2 separate regions of the Zea mays genome follow, and region 2 is linked to region 1. The links are chromatin contacts, called in public Hi-C maps. All regions are on one chromosome and are shown on one strand. The core of a region is the stretch at or near the end of the contact, and the rest is flanking DNA. Distances in the headings are between cores, read along the strand shown. Region 1 holds the start of LOC100272723. Region 2 holds the start of ra2 (ramosa2).

What was found. A called contact is a pair of places that touch in the nucleus more often than the background predicts.
Region 2: a Hi-C map of ear shows a contact between it and region 1, with 3 times the contacts expected there. The contact joins the promoter of ra2 here to the promoter of LOC100272723 in region 1. A contact is called at or near these places in 2 of 25 Hi-C or Micro-C datasets (ear and tassel).

The regions. Positions count from the first base shown.
Region 1 is chr3:12,519,610-12,526,422 of Zm-B73-REFERENCE-NAM-5.0, reverse strand. It overlaps LOC100272723, which reads right to left and starts at 4,270. Exons shown (of 3, transcript NM_001147176.1): 1 at 3,858-4,270; 2 at 2,328-2,606; 3 at 168-1,568. The coding sequence starts at 4,196. The coding sequence ends at 480. LOC100281190 reads right to left here. Exons shown (of 2, transcript NM_001367876.1): 2 at 6,010-6,813. The coding sequence ends at 6,156.
Region 2 is chr3:12,824,773-12,831,750 of Zm-B73-REFERENCE-NAM-5.0, reverse strand. It overlaps ra2 (ramosa2), which reads right to left and starts at 1,588. Exons shown (of 3, transcript NM_001138446.1): 1 at 1,141-1,588; 2 at 1-439. The coding sequence starts at 415.

The sequences.
Region 1 (6,813 bases), core at 3,021-5,520:
TTATATTTCCACCTATTTATAGAACTAACATAAGCCGAAAGCACTCCGCTCCACCCAATTAAAATAACATAAGCCGAAAATAGATTCAAGGTGCTATGAAAATTATACGACACGAAAACTTGTTTGGTTGGGCTTGGTTGACGTTCCGTTTTTCTGTAGCGCAGCCTAAAAAACACAGTAAAGGCTTCTTATTAACATATCACAAGAAACCACGGTATATGTTTTAAAATATCATCAGCACCACATATACATCAAATGAATAACGTATTCAGATTGCAATAATACTATAGTTCACTGACAGGCACACTGGGCTGTTTCCATTTCAGGTGGAGCAACCATGACCGGCAATCAGGATGAGCGGCTGTTCGGTCATCAGAGTTCTCCAGGTTTACAAAGTTGCAGACAGAAAATCGGTTCAGCTGACACTTCCCAAGTCTCCATACTATACACATACTGTTGAAATGGCACTACTGCTCAACTTATCTGCCGTTCATCAGCTTGTCGAGAACCACGTTCAGGTCCACATTCTGCCCATTTTCCGTCAGCCTCCGCACGGTTGCTCTCACCTGCTCTCTCGAGAATCCCATCGTGGCAACCTTCTCAACTACATCGTCAAGTGGCACTCTATTGCCTGAAGCACCGCTGGTGCTGGAGGAGCTTACCGGCACTGCTTGTGGTAGTATCTGAGCCGTGGGGAGCCTGCCACTGCCATAGCCGCCACTTCCCCCAGAGGATTGAGCAAAAGGTGTAGACGGCTTCATTCCAGCATTGCCGCGGTGGGAAGGAGATCCAGCGTAACCATATGAGTCAGAGAAACCACTCCCACCCTGTGGTCCATAGCCACCAGAACCGTATGATGATGGCGGCCCAGGGTTAGCCCGGCCTGCGGGAGGTTCATACATGGTAGGGTTTTGTTGTCCATAGTAAGGAGGAGCAGGTCCACTAGGCGGTTGCATATAAGGTGAAGGAGGACGTGCATTAGGTGCATAGCTCTGAGGCGGTGGGTAAGGCATAGTTTCCTCTGGTTGCTGGGGTGCAGGAGGCACATGTGGAGTTGGAGGGTTAACGTTTGAAGGCTGAGATGGCTGTGAATATTGAGGGAACTGGGATGGGGATTGGTATTGCTGAGGTGCAGGAGGGGCCTGAGGCTGTGGAACTGGCGGAGCTTGATACTGCTGGTGCATGGTTTCGGTCGGCTGAGAAGATGGAGCATAGTAAGCATCCCTTGGTAAAGCCGGAACTGAGGGAACCGGTGCAACAGAAGGCACAGATGGTACCTGTGAATGTTGTAAATGACTTGGAAACTGTGATGGTGGTTGGCTTTGAAGCGTTGGAAGTGGTGCATTTGGAGCAGGAAGGGCAGGAAGTGCAGGTGGTTGCAAAGGGGTTAAGACTTGCTGTGGCTGAATGGCTGCTTGTGGAGGAGGCACCGGCTGAGAGCCAGCATGTCCAGACCCACTATTTTCTGATGAGTGGGCATCAGTTTTGGTTGTCTGGAGCTTTGCAAGGTGGAGTTGCGCCTCGACAATTTCCTGCTTGTCTCGTAAAATCTGCACACCTGCTTGGACCTGCAAGTTATGAAGCACTCAGTTTGGTGCATTTTTCTTTTACAACAATCGTATATTCATAGGACTAGTATACAGGATAATATATCCCATGAGTGTCCTTAGCCATGCAACAATACTTAAACAAGTAAGAAGAAAAGCAATGGTAGAGAAGGTTCGCATGTTAATGAGATCTAACATGAGGAAGCAACCTAATCATCTTATTTGTGTATGACTGCATCCATGTTCTAAGCTAAGCCCCTAAAATACAAACAGATAAATATGCAGTTACATACTGAGAGAGAGAAACCAGTAAATATGATTAATTTGCATCTAGCAAGTCAACTTCAAAAAAATAACTCTAATAAGTACAGCATGAAAAATCTGTTGAACAACAAAGACCAACAGTGGGTGAGCACATCCAGGTCTATGTACTACCAAAAATGAACAAGAGACTGAGAACATCTACCAAAATAGCAAATCAAACATATATGAACTATCTTGTTTTATCCTATGTGCTGCTACAATCAATAAATGATGATATAACATTTTGTGGCAAGCCGGCAATAAACATGAAACGTTGTAAATCCTCCATTTGAATGGAAAACATTATCTATAAAATATGGTATGAATAAAAACAGTAAGTCAGTAACATGAAATAGGTCTATAAAATGTGGTCACTCAGAAGTGCATAAATGTTTGCTACTGCATTACAGAGTCTTTTCCACCACATATGGAGCAAAGACTAGCAAACTAAAGAAGGGAGAGTCACATGTAACCTACCTCTCTGAGCATGTTCTCAAGGTGCCTGAGTTTTCCATCAGTGCTACCATTATAGTTACCAATTGTTAACTTCAACTCATCAACAGAGTTTTCTAGTTGGTGTGTTCTGCCCTCCATCTGTGAAAGCCTTGAGCTTACACCTTCCAGTGCATGCAAAAGGTTATCAGAGTACTTCTTCATGGTTCGATCAATATCTGCGATAGTAACTGTAGGGAAGTTACTCCTGTCTTCCTCATGACTAACTTTCTTCAGCACATGTGGCTCCAATATACCAGCACTCTATTCAGAACAAGGAAGATTGTAAGTATATAATAAAGGAGATGCTATTGATGTGATGATGTCATCACTTTGAAGTTTTGAACCCTCAATGATGAACAGTTAAGTTGGTCTTTCAAAGAAACACAGTGCACACACATGCTTCAATTATATAAATAGATCCTCACTTTACAAGCCAACAAACCTGAAACGGATGTCTGTTTTGCACATATCAATAGATAGCTGATACTCACAAAGTTAAATCACAGTAGTAACTAATTAAGCATTATACAATGCAATCAAACTTGGCTGACAGAGGGGTGAAGAGTATAGCTAACTATGTAAATGAACTTGGCTGAAAAAAGAGTGAAGAGTATAGGTAACTTGTTAGATGGGAGAAAAGGTGAAACATATACAGCTCGGGTAGGCTCAGTTCAAATAGGGAACAGTGGGTGATGCTATCAGCTGTCCGTGTACAATATCTTATAGTGGTCTATCCACAAAAATGTGTAGTTTCTGGCAGAAACAAACTCTGAGCACAATTTGGCAGCGCTGATTTACCAGACAATCAATATAAGAACATTTGAATTCCCATATGGGTCTGTAGATTCTTTATCTAACAGGCTAGCACAGAGTCATCGACACATTAGTGTGTAGCAAAAGATAAACATTCTAGTGGCCTACTCCGGACATTAAAGTGGTCCTAGTGGCTGTGGAAACACCTGTGTCTTTGATGGGGCTACTCTGAACATCTCTAGGAGTATCCAAGACAAACAGTCTCTTGCAACCTAGGTTACCACCTATGGTTGGTGGTTTTTTGTACAGGTCTATTTTGCCCTTTTATCTTCTTAATTTAGTTATGCGCAGTACTCCTGGACATTCGAGGAAAAAAAGATAAACATTCAAACAATACTTCACAAGAGTCTTTTGGTGTGGGCTGCATGCAATAAAGCTTATCAGTTGACTATGCTCATTCAATTGAAACCAGCTACAAAAAATGGCCCGTCTTCTCTGCCCATCCATCCCATTTCGATTACGAACACATCAACATATGGGAGAAAACAGTAACTAACTGAAATTTGCAAATCTCAACAGTGATTACGAGTTAAAAGTTCTCTGACTAAACTAGTCGCATGATGAAGTGATGACCTACAAGGATAAAAAAAAAAGTTCGGAGACGCATTCGACTCAGAAAATAGGCAGAGGCGCAGAGCACTACGAGATTGGGACTCGGCAGATCTAGCGGGAGTACCACCACAGGGTGGAAGGTCATACCTTGAGGTTGTATGAGGCGGCGGCGGAGGCAGAGGCAGAGGCGGAGGGTGCCTTGGAGTCGAGCGATCCCCACGAGGCCTGAGACACGGGGGCGGCGGCGGTGGCGCCGCCGGTGCGGATCGGCTGGAAATCGTAGCTGGGTAGCATGTCGTCTGATGTGCCGTTGACGCTGCTACTGCTACGCCGGCGACGGAGACGGTCCTCGCCGTCCTCCTGGGGGATCGGGATCATCAGATCGCTGAGATCCACACCCCCACCGCCCCCCGCGCCGCCGCCGGACGGGGAGGCGGAGGCGGCGAGGCCGAGGATCTGCTTGTCCATGAACTGCGACGCGTTCATCTCCTCGCCGTGTCGGTTGGTGGAGATGTTGGTGCGGATGGAGCTGGAGATGGTGGTGAGGTGAGGAGGGGAAGGGAGCGGAAGAGTAATCCGGATGGGGACAAGCAAGCGAGGCGAGACGGGACGGGACGGCGAGTCGGTTCGCGTTGCTCCGGGCCTCCAGCTCTGCAATTCGCATATTGCTTGGGCCTAGTTTGGGCTAACACCTGGGCTCTCATTTTTACTGGTCCAGACTTTACCAGGTCGGGTTCCCCTTCTCCTGCCTCTATCCATTCTTTTCTTTTCTTGTTGTTTTGCTAGGTAATGGAGAAAAGTTCTCGCTTCTCCCTTTTTTCAGTGCAAGAAAAATAATTACAAATGATTGCCTCATATCTATGTACATTTGGGTCGGTCCGAAGCACGAAAAAAAAAACACAGCCCAGACACAGCATGACCCGAAATATTTTAGGTCGAGGTCGCGGCCCATGGGTGGGCACGAGCACGGCCCATTTAAGGCAGGCACGAAATAACTCATATAAAGACACGAAAAGGCTCATATATTTATTAAAACCACACTTCATTTCACACTTTCTTGTATTTGATAAAGAACACAAATCTAGAGATAATGCTAGCTAGATGTTTTTTGTAGCTTTGAATTAGAGTATGTGATGTAATTTTACTTTTGTTATGAACATTAGATAATAAACTGAACTTACGAATTTTGTATAGAGCTGATTATACTCGTTTTCCTTCTAATAAAATGATTTGTAAACGAGGTAGTCATTACATAGCTCTGGTAACTTTAATACAAATGTTAAGTTTGCTTTTGTTCAAATTTATTTGTCTTATCTTTTATTTGTTTTATTAAATTTGTTTTGAATTTAGGGCTCTGATGTGAATTCCGGACCCTGACGTGAATTTCGGGCAAAAAACTGAATTTCGGACCAGAAATTGAATTTCGTGCCGCCCGAAATGAGCCCGGCACGTTTAAGCAATTACGTGTCGGGCCGAGGGCTAGGTCTGTGGGCCGGCCCAGATCGACCCGAAATTCAAACAATACAGGCTTTTTCGGGCTTGGATCGGGCCGGGCTGGACGGCCCGAATGTACACTTATATATCTCACTATACTTTCACCATTTTATGGCGAAAAACAAATCATAATAAAAAGGAGTTTAACATTATTGAGCAAAATTAAGATAGAAGCTACGGAGGAGAGGGAGTAGATTGTTTGAAATATATGGTGGATATTTGAAATATATGCAAGTTATTTCAAGTTTTGTTTTCGCTAATTTTGAGACTACAATTTTGATGTGCGGTTTTGACACCTAATTTGCAGCCTTTTAAGATTTACACCCCTACACAATGACATTGTGAATTATTGACATGCAGGTTAATCTTGATAGGCTTGCGAATTGGATGTTAATTTTCAATTTTTCTCATTTGCCAGTGTTGCTACTTCGCGCTAGGAACCAGAAGTTTCAGGAATTCCTCCTGTTTTGCCATCTTATATCCGCAGAAGTTTTGATGCTAACGCATATACGGGTACTACCCTCTACACCACGTATATATATTAAGACTAGTTTGGAAAGAGAATTAGAAAAGAAATTAGTTTATTTCCACGTCAATTTCTTTCAATTCCCAAAAGAATTTGAGTTCCAAACTAATCCTAATAGTTTGTTTGGCAAGGACACGAGAGGGATTTGAGAGACTAAAATTCTTTGATGTTAATTTTAAATAGCAAAGGATTTTATCCCCTCATTTGCTCCCAAAAGAGTGTTCACGCAGAGTGCTCGAATAGGAGTAATCAGAAAACTAGAAGGAAAGCACTCATTAATTCACACAATAGAAATAATTCTTAAAAAACGAAGAGCAGACAAACAAAAGTAAACTGATAGAGCTGTAAAACTTGGTAAGCTCTAAACATTAGATTATTGCGTCCTGAGCAGGCCAGCAGGGAGCAGAGTCATCGGCCCGTCCGGCTCAGTAGACGTACTGGACGCGACACAGCTTCGACGACGACCCCGACCACGGCACGTCGACGGTGACCACGCCGTCCTTGTACGTGAACTCGGCCTCGTCGCCGTTCACCTTGCAGAGCCTGGGCGTCGCCGACGAGTACGCCACCAGCTCCCCTGCGCCCTTCACGAACACCTCTGCCGTGACGCCGCTAGCATCTTTCTTGGCCTCGAACGCCTGCACGGCGCCGGCGGTGTTGAGCATGTTGGCGAGTCCGATGGGCGCGAACTTGATGGCCCGCTCGTGCGAGATGACGCGCACGGGGGCGACGACGAAGAGCTCGTAGGTGAAGGGCTGCAGCGTGAGGTCGACGCCCTCGTCGGGGCGCAGCAGCTGCAGCGTCCTGGCCTCGACCGCGTACACGGCGAACTGGGAGACGCCCTTGACGCTGACGCCTGGTCCCGCTTTGCCGCTCTTCCATTCGACGTCGGACGGCGAGGCGCGCGCGGCCAGGGGCACGGAGAACTCCGAGAAGCACTTGTTCCGCCGCGCCTCGGGGCTCCACCCGCCGCCCTGGCAGTTGAAGGCGCCGACGACGCCGGCGAAGCGGTTCACGTTCCAGATCTTGAGCACGGTCCGGCCGTCGTGGAGCGGGTCGGCGAAGAGGCAGTCGCGCGTGGGC
Region 2 (6,978 bases), core at 339-2,838, 310 kb before region 1:
CGACGTCGCCGCAGGCGTAGCGGAGGAGCTCGGCGTGCGCGGCGTCCAGCTCCTTCTGGAGGCGGTGGACCTGGCGCTGCAGCACGGAGATGGCGCCGACGCAGCCGTAGACGGGGTCCTTGACGCGCGCCTCGGCCTCGTAGGCGAGCGAGCTCACGGCGTCCTCCCGCTGGTGCGGCAGCAGCTCGTTCAGCAGCTTGGTCACGTTGCTGGCGCCGAACACCTTGTGCACGTTGGCGAACTTCTGCGGCTCCTCCGGCGGGAAGTAGGGCGCGAACACGCACCCCGGCAGGCACTTGCGCCGCAGGAACTTGCACGCCGCGCACGGCGCCCCGGCACCAGGCATCGTCGTCCCGGCCGACGCCGCCACAGGGGAGAAGGCCGAGTTGTTGCTGGTGCTCGACGGGGACGCCATTTTTCCTTCCTGGCCTAGCTTGGCCTGCGAATAAATCAGTAGAAAAACGTTGATTAATTAGTTGGATTATTATCCGTTTTTTCCCAAAGAAATATACGTATATCTATCTCTACATATGGTGGTGTGGTGGCTGAGCTGTGAATAATATGCATCGCGATCTTTCGATACTAATCTTAGGGCTAGGGTTTTCTTGGACGGAGGATTATATATTGTTCTGGGAAAGGCACGAGGAGAGGGAGAAGATTAGGGTTTCGGAGTGTGATGTGCTCTGATCCAGCCAGCTATGCATGTGCAATCTTTGGGAAAAATGGGGAAGTTCTGTTCTTCCCTTTTTACCTTGGGACAAAGAAAGAGGGGACAATAATGAGACTGTAGATTTCTCATCTGCGGAAAATTATTGATAAAGGGAGCAGTGCAAATCAACAGCATGATCATGAACACAAATGGAGGATGCATGATCCACTGTACAAATGCGTGGGTGTGCATGTATGATGATACGGCACAAGAAGCACAGATTTTTTAAAGGAAAAAAAGGCGATCTTTATTTGCTCAAATCTCAAGAACCATAGATAATATAATAATAGTGCCACTGCCAAGCAAGAGAAGGCCAGAACCCAGAAGACGAGAACGAAGACTGCAGATCAAAGCCTTTTTGTCTTCTAAAATAGAACTTCTCATACATGGGCATGTAGCGCAGTGAGCTAGAGAGACCTGCTCATCCTCACCTCTGGAAGGTCACAGGAGACAGATCTGCAGACGACCTGGTGAAGAAAGGCCGAGACTATGGATGAAGAAGATGTTTTCTCTCTCTCTCTCTCTCTCTATCCTTCTTCTCCCTGCTGCTTCAGCTGGTAGCTAGCTAGCTAGCTTGTTTCCTCCATCACACATCGATCCACTGCTATCTACTAATAACAAGCTGCACAATGGAAATAGAAAGGGGAGGGGGGAAATAGAGGAAAGGACAGACAGGATATAGATAAGCAATAATTCTTGCTTCAGTTTGTGTGTGGATGAGAGAATTGCTGGAGGGTCATATGATCAGGTAGAACAGCCTAACTCTTGTCTGTGCCTGCAGGCTGTGTGATCGATCTATGAGAGGGGGAGGGAGCTGGGGAGGAGAGATATGGAGAGGGGAACCAGCTTCTCCCCTCTCTTCTTCCACCTGCAGCACACTTCCTCCAACTGCAGCAAGGGAAAGGTGAGGTGCATAGATCGGCCGCACACACTATGAAAAAAAAAGGCTGAGAGACAGTATTGAATGAGAGGAGGTGAGAGTGTTGAAGAATATTGTGGTGGTGTATGTTGCAAAGAAAAAAAAGGGCCCGGCCGAGGAGAGAGAAAGAGAGGGTAAACAGATAAATAAGGACAAATTGGGATTAATGGCAGTACAAGGAAAAGTGTGAGGGTGACATTGCCACTACTCGCAAGAATATCTACCACAGTGCTGCCTCATCTCGTCACTTTTCACGAACAGTTCCCGCAGCCCATGGGGTGTAGCAGTATTGTACGTCGTAGCTGAAGAACGAAGTGTGTGTACATATATACAGACTGGTATACTGATATATGTATAAGAAAAAAAAGAAGAAGAAAAAAACTGATATGCATAGTAGTAGTACTACGTACGTACCAATTTTCATAGCATTCCTTTAAAAAAAAGCAGAAAGCGCCAGTGCGTCCGGTTTAAGAGTAATCATTCCCTTTTATGCATATCAACTGGCTTAGCTGCGTAATTGAGCTTTGCCTAATAAGCAGCTACTAGCACAATGATAAAGAGGCCGGCGATGTAGACTGGCACACACCGTGTGGCGATCGATGGCGCAGGCAGGGGTGCTCTTGAGCAATGCGGCTTAACAAACCGGACAATTGAACTAGCTTGCCTCCTGCTGCTTCCATCTCATAATTAAAAGGGCCGCAGTATAATTGGCAATCATTAGTGACGAACTGGTACCAGTGCAAGTCATCGGCATGCATGCATGCACTGCCATACCCGTTAATTATTTGTATATATACCCTAGCTACGAGGGGGATTAAGTAGATTGTATTCTTAATTAGGGTTAGCCCTACAGATGTTCTCTGCCTGTATGATTATTGATTATGGGCTCACGCAGTGTCACACACGCTAGCTACATCAGCGCAGTGTCTATACACTTTGCACACATGGTAACTGTGGGTCTGTCGCGGCTTCAGGGCTTGTTCGGTTTTACCCCAATCCATATGGATTGAGGGGGATCGAGGGCTTGTTCGGTTCTACCCCAATCCATATGGATTGAGGGGGATTGAGGGGGTTTTAATCCCTTGTAAGTCAAAATCCCTCCCAATCCACTCCAATCCATATGGATTGAAAATAACCGAACAAGCCCTGAAGGGGTTTCAATCCCTAGTAAGTCAAAATACCCTCCAATCCGTATCAATCCCCTCCAATCCATATGGATTGGAAATAACCGAACAAGCCCTCAAAGGGGAAAACATATTGGTTTAGGTAGTGTACAAAGCATTAAACTTTTAAATCCTCTACCACTAATAATAATAATAATAATTATTATTATTATTATTATTATTACATATATAACCATTTATTTATATTGTTCTTGTGAATATGACCTTATTAAATGTTCAGGTCGATGAATTCTTAAGATTGACACTATTTCAATATTCAGTGTCTATAAAATAACAACCGGTAGACTACCTACATGTCCAGCCGTTATTAAAAAGAAGCACAGATTTTTCAAAGATAAATAAAGTAAGAATTTTGGACTGCTGCAACTGAAAGCACTATAGAAATAGTAAAAATTGGTACGGATTAAAGCTAAGCAAACAGACATCAAGTTTTCATGTTGAATTCCCTGGTTCTAGTAGTACGAACAAAAGCATAATCATTTCAACTGTATGTAATGCGCCTAACTCAAAATAGAAAATGGGGTAATTCATGAATCAACCATACTCTACGTCAATAATCCGAAGAATATACGTTACGAAACTAAAAATATGAACAAGACATATGATATACACGTACGCCAATGTTTCGATCCATTTACACGATCGATGCATACAGTAGGTAATAAAGCAATTAAAATAATCCCACCATGACAGTTACTGCTGAAAATGGAGAAATTTACACTAAATGCCCTAAGAAGGAATCAATTCGAACTGTCGTCCAGACACGTACTGGCCCTTCGACACAGTTAGCTGATGAAGGGATACAGCAGGAGTCGATTTGTGTCGACCGTCATGCATGTGTAACGAGTCGTAACAGAGATTACTTTGCAGTGCAAGTCGACGAACAGGGGCCCATAAAATAATTCCAAGTACACATGTGGCCTTCAATGATGGCCGCTGTTACAGAGCATGATAGCTTTCGTTTAGATTTTGTCATCTTTGTCATGTATAGGTACGTATATATAGCTGATGAAGCTTATATATAATCAGTATCATCATGATCTACGTACATACATGCATCTCAAACACAAACGTAATTACTAGCTAGCTGCTGGTTGCAGCAAAGTTTTCAAAACTAAAAAAAAGTTGCAAAAGGCATCCACAGTCCAGTCTGGCCAACAATCATGCAGATCACTGAGGCCAAGCAAGTGACAGTACACAGTGTGTGTGTGTTCATACCCCAGAGACACCTCTTTATTGTGTCCAAAAAAACCAAGCAAAAAAGGTGTCATTTTTTTAAGCTTAAACAAATTACTATGGTGTATATACCGTGTATATAAGATCGATCGTCACTAATTTTGATATTACACAGTTTTGAAACTGTACAGCTACTACAACACGTACAGTAATTATTAATAACACGACCACTGTAACAATTAATAGTGTGTGCTGGCTGGACCAGAACTACATATATATCTATGGGTCATTTTAAACTTTTCTAAAGGAGAAAAGCCAAGTCAATTGTTCGAGTAGTCAACAGAGCAAACATGGGAACTCCTCAAGAAAGAGAGCAGCAGCGAGGTCACGGTCTCCAAGAAGGCAAGAACAGACAAGTATAGCCTCACACTAAAACTCTCTTTTACAGTACGTGGTAACAGGAGGCCCTAAGACGTGGGAGGCCCCACCATTCCCTAGCTAGGCCGCCATTAGTATAGTCCGAATCAACATGTACAATGATGCCGCATGACATATATATATATATGTGCATGGAACGAAAAAGGTCCCAGCCATGCCGTGTAAGTGTGTAATCAAATAAACAAACAAGCAAGGGTTTGTCATCATTTCCTCTCTGGAAACCATGCATAAAAGGCTGTTACGTGATTGATAGAGAGAAATGATATTCGTCACCTTTGATGGTCACCTATTCTAAAATGACTTAACAAATTTAAGCTATTCATGATCTTTATAACTCATTTCTTAAGTTATTTCAGGGTGTATGATCATCACCCTAGGTGGCAAATAGCGTTATACCTATGTATATGTACGTGTGTGCGTGCTTGTTATTTATCACGTTAGGTGATCAACTACCCCGGAATAACTTAATAAATTTAAGTTTTTTTGTAATTTATTTCATCTAGGGTGACGAATAACACTGCTATATATATTACCTAGGATGATGGACCATGCACTACTAGAGAATGGGCTTCAGTTCAACAAGTTTTGTTCTAGTTGTTTTAAAACTGGTATTGATACTAGCTTCAGTATCAATTTTAAATATAGAGTCCATGCAAAGGATATTAGTAACCATTGATGTCTCTAACCGGTACTAATATTAAATCATTTAGTACATGTTCCAACCAAAAACCGGTACTAAAGTTTAAATATTTAGTACCTGTTGGAAACACTAACCGGTACTCAAGATCCCACAACTGGAGAAAAAAACAAAGATGCCTTTAGTACCGTTTTTTATCTATGACACTCAAGTTTGATCTTTGCATCACTTGAGAGGGGTTGAGTGCAACCTTTGTCCATTGAGACACCACAATGTGGAGTAGACAAGCATTTTAGGCTTGACCAAACCATAGGGAAATCATCGTGCCTTGTGTGCTTATTTGCTTGAGATTTTTCTCCCTCTTTCTAAGTCTCTCAAATTCACTTTTAATTTTGCTCTTAATCCATTCTTTATCTTGAAAGAGCAATCAAGTGAAGAGGACTTGCTTTCTTCTTCTTTCTGCTCAAACTTTGTTTTAGCTTGCACTAACTTCATTTTTAGACCAAGTTTGTGTTTTTAGTGTTAATTCCATAGGATCACCTATTTACCTCTCTAGGTGCTCTCAGACACACATAATGAGACGCTACAATTCCCTACCTAACGTTTTGTTGTGCACACTGTCTTCCTTTCTGTCTCTAAGTGCTTGGGTCCACTAGTCGGTACCCAACATTTGGCGCCCACCGTGGGTGCGACGAACACCAATCCCACGATGCCTCCCAAGAACAGCACACTAACTAACTGCTCACCCAAGGATGAAGAAACAAAGGCAGCCCTCACCACCAAAAAAGGCTAGGTTGACTTCGCTGACGATGTCCCACCATCCAACGATCCCAAAACCACCATTGAACCAAAAAGCGAAGAGAGCCACCCTATGAAACAAAAAGGATTGCCAACCTCTAAGCCAACTGTTCATACCTCTAGCTCCGAAACCCCACGTGATGTACCACCAAACTCGCGCAGTCTCTCCTACTTGGCCAAAATCTAGCCAGTTTTGACTAAAAACATGTCATCAGTTTCCCTAGGCTTCAAAGCAACAACAAGCCGCCAACTGCACCCACTAGGAATGCCCATCTTAGACGACAATGAAGACCTACAGGATGGCTTGAACCTCGGGATCAACACTAAGGAGTAGCTCCTACTCAAAAGTCTTTGCATGCGCAAAAATAATCTCTAGAAATAGATGGATGTCCTTACAACCAAGAGACAGTGCAGCGAAGTCCAAGCCAGGATCCACAACCTTATCCAGCAAGAGAAAGAACGCCTCCAGACCCTTGAGCAACAGATTTCAGAATTACAAGCCCACCAGGAGCCATCTCACCCTTCGCACTGTAGAGCAGGGCAGGGCAACTTCGGCGAGGTTAGGCACACTATATAGCTTGATGCATTCCAACCTTTCAATTTTACTGATGAAAGGTGACCACTCTCAACTAGGCTACAAGCAACACCCTGGCGATATAACTACAAAACAGGAAACTAGCCAATATACAACGGAAAAGCTGACCACTCATAATTTATCATGAGTTAGCAGGTAGCAGTGCATCCTCAAGGGGTGACGACTACGCAATGGTGAAGTCATTCATAATTTCCCTCGAGAGCCCCGCTTTAACATGGTACACAAGATTGCCCTCGCTCTCAATTGATTCGTGGACAGCCCTTCAGGAGAAATTCATGTTCAACTTTCAGGGGTACATGCCACAAACAAACGTCGTCGCAGAGCTGTCATTGTGATGTCAGCTAGAAAAGGAAAGCCTTCGCGAGTATTTCAACATTTTTTATCACTCAAGTCACAGCTGGCGTCAGTCAAAGACAAAATCACCATTCACTACACCATTAGTGGCCTCCGTGCAGGTCGTTGTACAGTCATTGCACCCACGATCCCCCAGCGTCCCTCCAAGAGGTGTACCAACTCTTAGAG